Regions from separate parts of the Mus musculus genome. Here regions 1 and 3 are each linked to region 2. The links are chromatin contacts, called in public HiChIP or PLAC-seq maps. All regions are on one chromosome and are shown on one strand. Each heading gives the region's core, a stretch centred on a gene start, on an enhancer-like site or on the middle of the called end of the contact. The rest is flanking DNA. Distances are from core to core; before and after follow the strand shown. Region 1 holds the start of Prok1 (prokineticin 1). Region 2 holds the start of Capza1 (capping protein (actin filament) muscle Z-line, alpha 1). Region 3 holds the start of Lamtor5 (late endosomal/lysosomal adaptor, MAPK and MTOR activator 5).

The links. HiChIP or PLAC-seq counts read pairs in DNA pulled down with a chosen protein or histone mark.
Region 1: a contact with region 2 is called in an H3K27ac HiChIP or PLAC-seq map of large pre-B cells, with 5 times the contacts expected there. The contact joins the promoter of Prok1 here to the promoter of Capza1 in region 2.
Region 3: an H3K27ac HiChIP or PLAC-seq map of embryonic stem cells shows a contact between it and region 2, with 5 times the contacts expected there. The contact joins the promoter of Lamtor5 here to the promoter of Capza1 in region 2. A contact is called at or near these places in 1 of 39 promoter capture datasets (embryonic stem cells), 2 of 115 datasets of contacts at active chromatin or transcription factors (astrocytes and embryonic stem cells) and 1 of 9 other capture datasets (liver).

The regions. Positions count from the first base shown.
Region 1 is chr3:107,235,970-107,240,517 of GRCm38.p6, reverse strand. It overlaps Prok1 (prokineticin 1), which reads left to right and starts at 1,866. Exons shown (of 3, transcript NM_001357885.1): 1 at 1,866-1,910; 2 at 3,305-3,430. The coding sequence starts at 1,887.
Region 2 is chr3:104,861,266-104,866,200 of GRCm38.p6, reverse strand. Capza1 (capping protein (actin filament) muscle Z-line, alpha 1) reads left to right here and starts at 1,696. Exons shown (of 10, transcript NM_009797.3): 1 at 1,696-1,861. The coding sequence starts at 1,823. It overlaps St7l (suppression of tumorigenicity 7-like), which reads right to left and starts at 1,695. Exons shown (of 14, transcript NM_153091.3): 1 at 893-1,695. The coding sequence starts at 1,106.
Region 3 is chr3:107,276,028-107,280,868 of GRCm38.p6, reverse strand. Lamtor5 (late endosomal/lysosomal adaptor, MAPK and MTOR activator 5) reads right to left here and starts at 2,011. Exons shown (of 4, transcript NM_026774.2): 1 at 1,756-2,011; 2 at 938-999. The coding sequence starts at 1,952.

The DNA of each region.
Region 1 (4,548 bases), core at 617-3,116, 2.4 Mb before region 2:
CACTCAGCCACTTTTTCACTAGTTTGTGCCCGTAGCTCATGGTATGATGATGCTCACAGCCATGGTGGATCTTTCTGCCTCAATTTCTTTTTGCTGGAAATACCCTCATAGACGTATCCAGAGGTGTGTTGCCATAGGAATTCTGAATCCAATCAATTAGACATCAAAGACTAACCGGCTCACAGGCGCTTGTCCAGAGCTTATTAGAGAGCAGCCTCACCTGTGTATCTGTGAGAAGCATCAACACCACAGATGCAGTGTCTGTCTCCATATTGGGAATTTTAACCTTTAAAGTTCAGCAACAGATACCACCTCACCCTCTGTCTTCTCAACCACCTCTGTGTTGAATCCAGGGTAAACACTCACATAATGCTTAATAGCTTGAGTATGAGAATATAAACACTCCTGTACGCTGCATGGTTCAGTGTGGGCGAGGAGAAAAAAAAATCAATGTTCCAAATCTCTTAATTCATCACTAAAGTTATCCTCCTGGCCCAAGCAGGAAAGAATGATGCAGAGATGGAAATGGATATCAAGTGAATTGCAGGCAACTGTTTGAAGTGTGGTACTCTTGGAAGACTTAGAACAACTGTCAAAGTCCCCAGTGTATCCATTTGTATCCGCTCTGACGGTGATGGGATGCTGTTGGAGATTCAGGTCTCATCTTCGCCTCTGAGCTCATCTGAATAATGGTGATGGGAGGGAAGAGAGAGATGAGGCATTTAGAGGCAGCCCTGGATCTGGCTATATAAATCCGAAGGAGGTCGGGTAGGACAGCTTGGCCTTCTCGGCTTGTCTAGCACAAGGCAGCGCAGAAGGAAGTGAGGGGTACCAAAGTAGACTGTGTTTGTCGTCACCTCAAGTGATCATGAGAGGCGCTGTGCATATCTTCATCATGCTCCTTCTAGCAACGGCGTCCGACTGTGCGGTCATCACAGGGGTAAGTTTCTAGCATTCTCCATAGACCTGGTATAGGGGCCAAGATCGGTGTTCTACAACAGGGAGTGTACTAAGAACCACAAAGGCTCTGCTGCTCCAAATCACCTAAACCAAAGGGATTTTGAAGGTAATCACTGTCTGGGAGTGGGGTTGTGTGTGACTTCAGATGGGTTAGTCTGGCAGACAGAGTTGTGGGTAAATAGAATACCATTTTAAATACATTAGGAGGGCGCTGGGATTTTGACATCGAGTCTTTAGTAAAATGGAGATTCCTTGGTGTGTGCCATAGGACATTTGTTTACAGGGCAGATTAGTGTCCCATCCCCAGCCCCATTTGTCTTGTGTACACCTTGGTTTTCATCTTTGCCTGGTTCACTTGTCCGTGTTAACTCACAGAGCATGCTGTGAGTTCAGGGCGGCAAGCACACAGGGTCCCTCCTTAGTCTCACTTTAGCTATTAGAGAGAATGTTCAAACACCCCCTTTCACTCTTTAGTGGCTTCCCAGGGGGAGATGTGTGGTGCCAACATTGGCAGATGCACCCCAAACATGTTAACCTTGAAGCAGAGGCTCAGGCCAGGGGCACTGAGTCTGTCACTCAGGGCATGGAGTCTTCTCATCTCCTGCTGTACCTGCCCTCCTGTCATGTAGGTACACGCAGGGTCATAAACTGGACCTAATCACAAGCCAAAAAACAGTGCTTCTCTTAAGAGCTCCCCAGGCAAAAGTCAGGAAGAAAAGGAGAGAATTAAGTTTTATTTCAACTTCCTCCAACCTTCTACCTGGAAGGTAAATATGGAGTAATGCCAGCCAGTTCCTGGAACTGGATAAATTTTAATTTTCACAGAAAAGGCAACCTCCCTTTCAAAGGAAAGAGACTCCGTTCAAACTAACACACAGGGCAAGCAAATGCTCTGAAGGCAGGCTTGCATCGAGCAGGCATGACTGATGAAAGCCGTCGTGAAGACCAAGGTCAGACCCGGGAGAAAAGTTGGGGTTGCCCGACACAGTGAGGGATGGGGGTACATGGAGGACCCAATGAGCTGCACAGTCACAGTGCCACCAAGCCAGCGCCAACATCTATTCCAGACTGGCAACAGGTAGAGAGGCCCAAGGGAAGTGGGGGCATCTGTTAATAAGAGCCCAGTGAGAGAAGAAGGTCAGGTCAGTCTTGGGGAGTAAGTGAATGGCAAGATGAACAGTCAGAGGAGGGTCTTGAGGGGAGGAGAGCCAGGCAGGCCCAGCTGCCCTCCATTTCCCATATCCTCCTGACATTCCTCCTCTGACTCTCAGAAAGAAGTCAGCTCCTGACCTCCTGACCTCTCCACCTTCCATTGCTCCTTAGTGACAGCCCAGCTGAAGGGCCGGACCTCCCAGAATGCCACGCCTACCATCATCAGGAGAGAGGAGTCCAACTAGTCCCCACCACCCTTCACCTGCCATTCCCAGGGGGCTGGCTTGGGTGTGAGAAGCACCCCTGCTGGGCTAAGATTAGCTGCTGGTGACTGCCACCTGGACCTTCTCTGGGTGATGAAAAAGATTTGGTATATGTTTCCTTCCTCATCCTTCCTAATAGAAAGGTTGGAGCTTCCACGTCTTGTCATGTCCCATGCTGGTAGCCTGAAGGTGTTCTGTGGCCTGATACTGGAGAATAACGAAAGAAAACTCAGCCCCAGACTTCAGTTCTGAAGCCACATGGCCTCTGGGTAGTGGCCAGGTCGACTGGCTCTCCATGAGGCCCTACTTGCTCTCTTGACCCTGGTTTTGGTGTAAAGTTAGGTTGTTTGAAAGTTTCTTTTGTTACCTGGTTATCCAGCAGGTCCAAGCAGCCCAACCTAGAAGGGTGCATCCACGTCGGGGGTCCAGGGAGGCCAGCAGAGAAGTGGTGGGGGTGGGGGATGGGGGATGGGGGGGATAACTGTCCATCAGGCCTCTGTGGGTTACCGGATGGGAGACACACAGAAAGGTAGCTTAGAATAGATGCTGAAGAACAAAGGACACCAAAAGCTCAGCAGCCAACATCCAGAGCCTTGGACCACGAAGGACCCTCCAGTTCCTTCACCACAGAGTTCTAATCCATCATATTCAACCAGTGTTGACTGGGATTAGAAAAGCTATGCCTTCTAACACAGGGTTTCCCGGGGAACAGGGACTGACTGCCTCACCACTGAGCAGGAAGAGTTCCCCAGACTGAAGTCTGGTACTGTGCTGGGCCCCGAGTGTCCCTCTCAAGAGACGAGCAGTGATGTTAGACCCAGGCCAAGGTGTCCTGTTGATCCGAGATGCTTAGTCACCACCTCCAAATCCTAATCCGGATCATTCCTTTGGGCGACACTAACCGGTTGGCCCTTTTCTCTCTCCCTTAGGCCTGTGAACGAGATATCCAGTGTGGGGCCGGCACCTGCTGCGCTATCAGTCTGTGGCTGCGGGGCCTGCGGTTGTGTACCCCACTGGGGCGTGAAGGAGAGGAGTGCCACCCAGGAAGCCACAAGGTACTAGGCTGGCATTCGATGGGCCTGGGCATGGGCTCAGCAGACAGGGATCCTGGGGCCAGTTTAGAACAGCGAATCTGTGGCTTCTGAGGGTGATGTGGGGAAGGGCAATATACCGCTTCCTCCACAGTGGATCCAGCCTCTGACTGAAGTCAGGCCAGCAAGCAGCCATGGTGGTGCTGCTCCAGGCGACCTCACATAGGCCTTTTGCAGATGTTTAGATACTGGTTCAGGTGTTGACACAGTCCACCTGCACCCTTCTTTTTCTTTTTTCAAAAACAAAAATTTAAAGATATTTTCTTCATTTACATTTCAAATGCTATCCCCTTTCCTAGTTTCCTCTCCAAAAGTCCCCAATACCCTCCCCCCACCCTGCTTCCCAACCCACCCACTCCTGCTTCCTGGCCTGGCATCCCCCTGTACTGGGGAATATAATCTTCGCAGTTCCAAGGGCCTCTCCTCCCAATGGTGGCCGACTAGGCCATCTTCTGCTACATATGCAGCTAGAGATACAAGCTCTGGGAGTACTGGTTAGTTCATATTGTTGTTCCATCTAAGGGTTGCAGACCCCTTCAGCTCCTTAGGTTCTTTCTCTAGCTCCTCCATTGGGGACCCTGTGTTCCATCCAATAGCTGACTGTGAGCATCCACTTTTGTATTTGCCAGGCACTGGCCTAGTCTCACAAGAGAAAGCTATATCAGGGTCCTGTCAGCAAAATCTTGCTGGCATATGCAGTAGTGTCTGGGTTTGGAAGTCAGTTATCACAAATCTGGTAAACAGTGGGTCTGGGATTTGAACCCATGTAGTCTGGGGCTGGACCTAGTCCCCTTATTGCTCTATTTAAAACTCACTGGGGGCTGGTGAGATGATGGAGCAGGGTAAGGCACTTGCTATGACAACATGGTGACCTGAGTTCCATCCCTGGAATGCTTGCCAAGGAACAGTCTCCACAAGTTGTCCTATGATCCTCACAGGCGTGCGCTCCCACTCTGCCTTCACACACATATAATAACATATATATTAAAAATAACTTTTCAAAACTCGGGGAGCCTTTGGGTGTTCAGCAGTGCTCTTTGATGTGAGTTGGTGGACAGAGAGGATGTTTGTCCTTTCACAGC
Region 2 (4,935 bases), core at 447-2,946:
CACTTGGGAGGCAGACGCAGGCGGATTTCTGAGTTCGAGGCCAGCCTGGTCTACAGAGTTCCAGGACAGCCAGGGCTACACAGAGAAACCCTGTCTCGAAAAACCAAAAAGAAGGAAATATTTCCATCTTCTTCTGAGGCTGCAGCAAAAAATACTGCAATAACGCCACAAAAGATCCAGGAGTCCATCTTTTCATCCTACCTACGGCCAGGGAATAGTATTTGCAGAATCCGCACAGGTCAACACTGCTTACAAGTTTTTATCTTTGGCCCAGGCTACATGACAAACATTGTACAACTGCCGAAGGAAAATATTAAACAAACCCACCGTTGTCTGCACTTCTCTCTCCTCTCCCTTTCCTAGACTATCTTATTACTCACAATAAAAATATTACGAAAAACGTCTCTTAACCGAACTGTCTTACAATAAAAGTATGGTCCACTAAAATCATAGCATTTTCTATCGTGTATGACAGATGTGCTTATCTTGCTTTTCTGGGTGTGAGTTCTTTTAAGTTAGGCAGCTGGGAAACTCTGAGGTACGACTTTTCAAGGGGCCCTGCAAACGATAGGAATGTCTATAAACTGTGTGTACACATCTGGGAATGCTCTCTTCTGTCCTACTACCTGGAGCTTGCAGCGTGTCAGGTAGCTTTTCCTGTGGTAGCGTAGACAGAATAGAGAGGGCGAACCTTCAGCGATCTAGGGAGGGGCCGGGAAACTGCAGCACGGTTCTAACAATCAGCTGCCGGGTGGAGGTGGCCCAAGCGACAAAAATAAACCCACTGGAGCATGCAACACCAATTTCCTTCTGCAAAGCCCTCCATGTCTCCCCGAGAATCTCTGATCTTTGGCACTTGTCCCCGACTGTCCGGGAGGTTTGGGCCTCTCACCCGCTGTCACGTTGTCACACAGCCTCAGCGGGACCCTCAGAGCGTAAAGCAGCCCCAGCCCCGCCAGGAACCACAGCGTGGACCCAGAGTTCGCCAACCCGGCCTTCAGCCGCTCTTTCCAGCCCAGCGGCGGGCCCAGGCCCAAGCCAGGAACAGGTGCATGGGGACACCCCACGGCCCGCGCGGCTTCCGCGAAGTAGTCTCCGTCCGCCATCTTGCGGCTCCGGCAGGCGCCGGGACCTGGGAGGGGAGAAGGGCCGGAAACCCGGAGTCGGGAATCCTGGGATAGTGGCGGACTTGAAGCTGGCCTCTGTCTAGGCTGAGTCCTGGGGAACTGGCTGGAGATCTGGAAGGTGGCGGAGCGCGGTGGCCGACTGAGGGGCTACCTAGTCCTCTAGGAGGGCGGGGAAGCATCTGATGGTGGCGCTTATTCTTCTGGAAACGGACTCAGTGTGGCGCCGGAGGGAAGTGGTTTTTCTTCCATACGTGGTTGAGGGTAACCTGTCGCCCTGTGCCGGGGTCGGAAAAGTACTGATGTCTCAAAGAGCCGAGCAGCTCTTAGTGCCCTGGACTCGGCGGCCCAGGAGACCAACCGGATCAGAAAAACTTAGAGGTGTAGCAACTGCTCCATGACCAGAGGGAGCCCAGACGCCACGCAAGAGTCGAGGCCCGCCACCAAGCACTCCAGGACGAATGGGAAAGTGACCGGAACTCAGGGAGAAAGATGTTAAGGCTGCAAAGCCCCGAGGGGCAAGCCGACTTCCTAGAGCGCCGACTCCAGGCTGTCACACCCGCGCGGAACTGACATGGCGCCCTCTTGGCCTGAGCTTCCGGGCGGCTCCTTCCGACGGCCCCTCGGTGATTCCGCCACTCAGCTTCCTTCCCGGCCTGCCTCGCGCCGGCCCGCCGGGCTGGGCCAGAGCAGCCAAGATGGCCGACTTTGAGGATCGGGTGTCGGATGAAGAGAAGGTAAGGGGTCCGCCTCTCTCTTTTACTTCCTTCCTCGACGGGGCCCAGGGGTCCGAGCCGGCAGCAGTGAGAAACCTGGCGGTGCCCCCAGGAAGAAGAAGGTTGTTTCCCGGTGCTGGCATAGTCCCTCTGGCCCCGGGACGCTTCCTTCCTTAAAGGAGCTTTCGTCTGCCTCACGGTGGCCCCAGTCCCCCAGTCCTCAACTCTTTTCATCCTGGACAGAGCACAACCTTCTTTCAAGAGGAGACACTTTGCCTGATTGACTTTTAACTCTAGACTCTTTTCTGTAATTATAAGAGAGGAGGTGAAGGTGATGTCGGGACGTGTCAGGCAGCAGTTATTTTACCGCTTTTGGCAGTTGGGGCTCACCCCATCCCCCCATTTATAGGTATGATTGGGGTTAGTTTAGAACGAGTCACTTCCTGATCAGAGTGGCCTCCTTAACTTCCCTTTTGCTCCTCCTTCCTCAGGAAGTGATTTTGCTGTCAGGACTCCTTGTCAGGGAGGGAGAGGTCCTCTGGTGGTGTCTGTCCACCGAAATACACACCCTCTCTCATCTTTTCTCTACTACTGACGATTAAACTAATTGGATAAAAATAAATCAGTAAACCTCAAGGGATTTGCTTAAGAATTTGACCAGCACCTTTATTCCTGCCTATGCTCTCTTGTGTGAACGTTTAGCCCCAAGGTGACTCCGTCCCTTCTGTCTTAATCTTAACTATAATTTTTTTCAAAGTCTTTTGTTTTGTTTTGTTTTTTTAACTTCCTGTTAAGCAGTGAGAAATAGCCAGACGACTTTTTTTTCAACTCCAGAAAGGTTAAATGGGTCGTAAATAAACCTCACATTTAACACATTCGGTTTGGATGAAACACCCAACCTTTTTTGATGACCTACTATGGTGCTTTATAGCTGGGTATGTCAAGAGTGTCGTTTGTGTACATAGATCTTTAAAAGTGTTTTAAATACCAGGGTGTATTCCAAATTTGATAGTATAACTTTTTCTGACAACGTACATTTGCTAAACTGTCCAAAAAGGAAAGTACTTAGTTCTTCCATAAACACAGACTCTTAGGGCTGCTACAAGTTAGAATGGTCTCATTAGCTAACTTAGGGACAAGAATATGTCTTTTGTTTCCTGCAGTGACTGTTACAAAGTATGTGCTCTCCAATGTTCTATAAAATCTGCCTGGGTTCTTCGAAAAAGAAATTGGAGATTGTTGACAGGGGAACAGACTATTTTTAATCACTTCTTCAAAAAGAATAATTTAACATACACCTGTGTATGAATGAGCCACTGTCTTTAAATGCTGAAAAGGGTGCTTACCACCTTTATAAACCACTTACCAGGATCCAGGGTGGCAGTTTGTTAGTAGAGTCTTAGCATGTGCAACATCCTGTGTTTGAACTTAAGCATTAGTAGGACAAAAACTAAAAAGCCACCAAATAACACTTTAGTGTTGATTCTCTTTTTTCTTTCTTTTTTTGTTTTTGTTTGTTTGTTTGTTTGTTTTCGAGACAGGGTTTCTCTGTATAGTCCTGACTGTCCTGGAACTCACTCTGTAGACCAGGCTGGCCTCGAACTCAGAAATCCGCCTGCCTCTGCCTCCCAAGTCCTGGGATTAAAGGCATGCGTCACCACGCCCGGCTAGAGTGAATGTTTTTATTCCTTTTCTTAAGACTGGGTCGGGTTTGGCTCATATAAACATCTCATTATACAGCCAAGAGTGACCCCAACCCCTAATCTGCTTGTCTCTGTCTCTCAAATACTGCAGTTATCGGTGCATACCATCACACTTAACTTTATTGCTTAGTTTTAGTAATAGTAGAACAAGCCAGTCATAACTAGTAAATCTACCCCGGAACTTGTAATAAATTCTATTCCTACTTTAGTAAAGAGCTTTTAGTTTTTGTTTTGTATTTTTGGGACAAATTCTTGCTATGTAGTTCTAGCTGGTCTGGAACCTGCTCTGTAGACTGGACTGATCTCCAATTTGTCCTCCTGCCTCCGTCTCCCACGATTCTGGGTTTAATAGAGGTTTTTTTCTTTGTTGTTTTTAATTGACTACATTATCTTTATTGGTGTAGATAATGTGGTATAATGATACAGTAAAAATCCTTATGATTTGAGCCAGGCATGGTGGTGTATGCCTTTAATCTAAACACTCAGGAGGCAGAAGCAGGTAGATCTCTTGAGTTCAAGGCTAGCCTTGTCAACATAGTGAGTTCCAGGACTACATAGAGAGACCCTAGTAACTTGAGATTCCTGTAGTTTTATTAGATTCCTTTCCTCAGAGCTGACAGGCACATTCATATCTCTTTAAATCTATGAGTAGAAAGAAAGGGTTGCTGGGCGGTGGTGGTGCTGGTACAACATCTTTAATTCCAGCACTTGGGAGGCAAAAGCAGGTGGATTTCTGTGAGTCTGAGGCCAGCCTGGTCTACAAATTGAGTTCCAGGACAGCCAGGGCTATACAGAGAAACCTTGTCTCAAAAAGAAGGAAAAGAAAGGACTTTGTAAGACTTCTTGATTTTTGAGCTTCTTTCCTACTTTGCCTGCTTTCCCTTCTAATCTTTAGATTGATTTTAACAGATTAAAAAGCTAGGGGAAAAGGCTGGTCCTGGTGATACCTGTCTATAATAATTTCAGCTCTTGGGAGATAAAGGCAAAGAGGATTAGGAATTCATGCCCATCCTTGGCTACATGAATGAAATACTTTCTCAAAAAAAAAAAGTTTTGGGGTGTGTGTGTGTGCGTTTTGAGAAGAGATTTTACTGATTTGAATGTCTTGGGATTCATAAGCAAGTAACCCCTGATGAGGTTTACTTATTTTGATTTATTGAGACAGTCCAAATCCTGTAGCTCAAGCTGATCTGGAACTCACTATGGAGCCCAGACATAACTCCCAGTGACTCTTCTGTCTTGAGGTCATTGGTGTCAGGCTTATAGTCGTGAGCCACTATCCAAGCAGTACAAACTAATCTTAAAAATCTTTCCTGGCCTGGTGACCAAGGCCTATCATCCTAATTGCTTAGGAAGCTGAGGCAAGAGCATAGAAAAATGTAAGGTCTGTCC
Region 3 (4,841 bases), core at 762-3,261, 2.4 Mb before region 2:
GGACTTAGTTCCTTATCTGTAATTGCTACAATTTATTGAACACCACACAAACACATCTTGGTTCTGTACTGGGTGTTTTAAGCTTTGGAGCCAGCTTTAAAAACATCCTATCTCAACCATTCATTAGGTGTTTGACCCTGGGCAAGGTACTTTTAAGCTTGCTAAATTTCTTGACCATAAAGGGCTTTGGTGGGGGGGGGGGGGCAGGAAGGGGGGTTATGTACGTTTTATAATGAAAACACTAAGAATAGTGCCTGGCTGGGCATGGTGATGCACACCTTTGTTCCCAGCATTCAAGGGATAGAGGCAGGCAGATCTCTGTGAGTTACAGGCCAGCATGGTCTACAAAGTTTGTTCCAGGACAGCCAGGGCCACGTAGAATAAGTTTTTAAAAAAAAATGTCTTAAGACAACACACACATAATGTATGTATGAAATAAAATAACCCAATGAAGAAACTGAAGCCCCAAGAGGCTCCTTCTGTTCGGCACTCATGTTGCTAGCAGACAGCATCGGAGAATGGGGTTGAAGTCAGACGTGTCTAACTAGGAAATCCCTATTTTTACTGACAATAACTTACTGTTGAGAGTGGCTGGACTAGCAGCCAGCATCATCCATTTTCAGGGTTATTGAGGCAATTAAGGAAATAGTGTAGCCTGACTGTGCCTGCACAGGGAATGCATTCAGTAAAGATGTCCTTATCTAAAGCCCTTTTCTAGACCACTTAAAATTTATTCAAAACCATTTTAGTAGGAACAGTTGTAGAACTGGGAGGAACATTTCTGCCTTTAAAATGCAACTGAAAGGCTTCAACCATCTACTCTTACTTGGAGATAGTCTCTATGCCCTAAAGGTAACAGGAATAAAAGCTAGAAAATAGTAGCAGTGTAAGTTAAGGCTCTCAGAACTTCAAAGGGAGGCTGGTAGGAGACACTTACAGCCCAGATTAAGTCCTTGTGAATCTGTGCATAGGACTCCAACAATGGATGGATTCTTCATTCTAATTTTGGGAGCACAAGAAAGATGAACCAGATGATGTGAAGAAAATATTTCAAATTACTGTAGTAAAACAGATTTTCTATGCACCGAGTATTAAGCACTTCAAATCAGCCCTTAAATTTTTTCGCCCCCTTTCAGAGGACAAACTGTGAGTTGTTTAAATAAACAAAACAAAACCCAAACCATTTTCTCAGGCACCTCTGCTTCACAAAGACACAAACAAGGCAGTTATCTTTAGGGCTCTGTCCTTGGTATAGAAGCATGCTCTAGGACTGCAACTCCTGAAGACAACTGTTAAATCTCAGTAACGGGAATTGCTCCTGGAGGGGATTAAGAAGCTCAAGGAGGAGGTGTCTTCTTGTAAGCCACTTTACACCTCCCAATTTTAAATTTTACAGAGATAGCTGAAAAACTTTACGGATATATTTACTTCACAAGCGCTGAGCAACTGACGGGCCACAAACGCGGGAAGATGTGCGTGAAAGTGCTTTGGCACTGCGGGGGCTCGATTTAGCACACCCGGGGCATCCTTCCCCAAACTTAATCCGTTTCCCAAACTTCTCAAGAGCTACTCGATTCTGCGAACACGCCTAACGAAACTTTACTACCCAGTAACGAGCGGCCCGGCCGTAGGCAGAAGTCACCCGCTCGCCGCCCCGAGTGCCCCAAACGCTTCCGCAGACACTCGCGGTCCATGCCGCTGTCCCATTCCAGCTCCCCTGTCCGGAGCCCAGGACCGGCCGCACGCACTACTCACGTGTCCTCCAAATGCTGCTCCAAAGTCGCCTCCATCCCGCAGGCTGTCCGCCCCAGGCCAGGACCCCGCAGCAAAACACTTCCTCCTTCACCGCAAACCTCGATCACGTGACTTGACCGAGGCGGGCGCCTGGACGGCGTCTCCAGAGGGACGAAATTCAGCGCGGCGCCGCGTCCGCGCTCTTTACGAAAAGGCATAGCTACTACCACAGGACCAGTGATGGCTGGCTTTCGATTGGGGGTGCTGGGCCTTCAAAGCAATCTGTAGTCGGGCCTCAGGGCCTTTTCCTGACCTAGCACTTGGACTTAGTGATTTTTAACCTTTGGATTTGGTTCAAGCAATTTCCAGTCCTAACCAGACGTAGACCTGGTTTAAATTTTAAAGTAACCAGCAGGTCTGGCATGGTCTCATCTATGCAATAGGCCAATCGCTAAGAAGACAGTGCTCAGTTTCTGACCCTAGGTCAAGAGGCTGAGGTGTATACTTTACCTATCAAAGCAGAACTGGCCTCCAGGTTCTGCATCCCTCAGTTCCCACCTGGCATACCTTGCCCCCAACCCTGAACTTTCCAGCCCAGGGGCTGGGCTGCCCTTCCCTTTCTATAGGGCTCCTTTCTATAGAATCCAGACATTTTGGTCTCCTTCTCCTTTTCTCTCTCTGCACACATTCCCCCTTCTCTCTTTCTTCCTTCCTTTCCCAGGAAACTTCGCTGGCCTTGGTCCTTGGGGCCAGTGAACTCACCCACCGGCTGGCAGCTTCCCAATAAACCTGCCTTTAACATCATCTACTCTGGTTTAAATTGATTCATTTCACCAACATCGGAGGAGAAGTAACCTATCACACAGGGCCGATGGGGAGGGGTGCACACACGGGACTAAAGGAAGAGATGGCACACGTTGAAACCCCAAACTGCGTGCTGGGAAAGTGTCAGAATCTTAACATTGGTACCTTCTTTGTTCTCGTAGGTTGGCCTCGAATTCTCCCACCTTTGTCCTGTGATTTACTGCCATGTGCCATATTTAATTTGCATTGATACTTCTAATAGCTAGGTCATGGGAAGTTTTAGGGGGAAGAAATTAGGTTTAAGTTTTAGGTGTTAGTGAAGACCGTGTATTATTACTTTAAAATAACTGAGCTTTAAAATTTTTATTCCCTTTTCTGTTTTAGAGACAGTATCTCATATACCCCTCATTGCCCTCAAATTTGCAGTGTGTCCGAGGCTGGCCTTGAAGTATTGATCTCTCTGCTTTTACTTCCCAAGTGCTGGGATTACACCAACATGCCTGGGTTTAAAAACTTTAGAATAAACTAACCACTCATAGTCCTACTGTGAAGAGATGATAGTTTGATAAGGATATTTTGGAGACTATCTTTTCCATATGGCTATCTTTGCAAATGTATTATTTGAATTTTTTTTGTTTTTTGTTTTTTGTTTTTTTTTTTTTTTTGTTTTTCGAGACAGGGTTTCTCTGTGTAGCCCTGGCTGTCCTGGAACTCACTCTGTAGAGAAATGTTTTTTAAAAGCAAAATCAATATACATACTATATATACAATTCTGAATTATGTAGCAGGGATTCTTCACAGAATTTATTATAAATACCTTTTCAGGACAGTAAGTTTTTATTTACTTTGTTTGTAATAGTTGCAAAACACACCAACTTTGTTATCATAGCTACACCTAAAGTGAACTTACTGTTCATTAGTGACCAATTAAGTTGCTCTTGTGTCCCCTCCCTACCCTCTGTCCTGGTGGTACCAGGTTCTGTGCTGGTTGAATATTCTTTAGCCCAATATTGTGCATTTAAATTTTTTCTTCATGGTTAATTACTAGAAATAGAATTGTTTGGTCAAAAGTTATGGTCATTTTCAAGAAAAATATATATATGTATATATATTATTTACATGAAGAAGGGTTTATGAAAACAAGGGTGTGTCCATGGCTCATCTCTACCCCTTCCTGTGTAGCGTGCCTTGCACTTAGCTTCCTCTAGCAATCTGATCTCTGGCATTTACTCAGTCTGTTTTTTGATCTGGTGCCCATAATAGAAGAGGCCAAGGCTTAGCCACCCGCTCACCATTCACCATATTGTTAAAATGAAGCTCGCAGAATTATTATTACTTTTTAACTTTACAGTGCAGGGTTATCTCTAACATGTGATTCTCCTGCCTCAGCCTTCTAATGCTCTAATATGAGCCCCATATTTGGCTATGCTTCCAGAATTGTGTGTTTGTATGTATGTTCATGTGTGTCTTGATGCATGTGTATACTTGGATTCAGTGTGTTTGCAGATATTCATGCACGTATGTGCATGTGCAGTTGGGGGTCAGAGGTCAGCCTTGTCTTGTTCCTCAGGTGCCATTAAACTCTTTTGTTTGAGACAGGGTCTATCGATAGTTTGGGGCTTGATTAGGCTAGCCTGACTGGCCAGCTTCCCCAGGGATCTCCCTGTCCCAACCCATCTCAGCCTTTTCAATGTTGGGATTACATGTGTGCCACCATGCCCCAGGCAGTTATCCATGGGATCTGGAAACCAAGCCCATGTCTTCATGCTTGCAAGGTAAGAATGCTGACTAAGACATCTCCCCAGCTCCTGGCTCTAGAATTCTAACTTTCTTGGGATTCCAGTTTATGGGGTGTAATTTGGGCTTTGGAGAAATTACCTGAGTTATCAGGTAACACAATGTGGGCTATTCAGATTTTAGAACAGCACTCTAGAGATACCCTTAAAAGATAGCGTTAGAGCTGCGTAGCAGAGAGCATGCTGATGATCCCAGTACTTGGGAGGCTGGGCTAGGTGTTTAAAAACCTATTAGATACTATTCAAAGTAAAGTTTGCCCCAGTTGTCTTAAGAGAAAGCTAACACTATGCCTAAGGGAACAGTATCAGCTCTGCCTCCCTGTGGTCTCAAGTGGTAAAAATGTTACTGAATTGAGACCGCTTGGTTTGACCATTCTGTCTTGTTCTGTTAAGCGCCAAGCATCTGGCTTACCTAGGACTTTACTCAGGCTAGGTAAGTACTCTATGCCTGAGCTTTACCCTTAGCCCAGTTCTGCCTTTCTGAACCTCCACATTACTATTCAAACA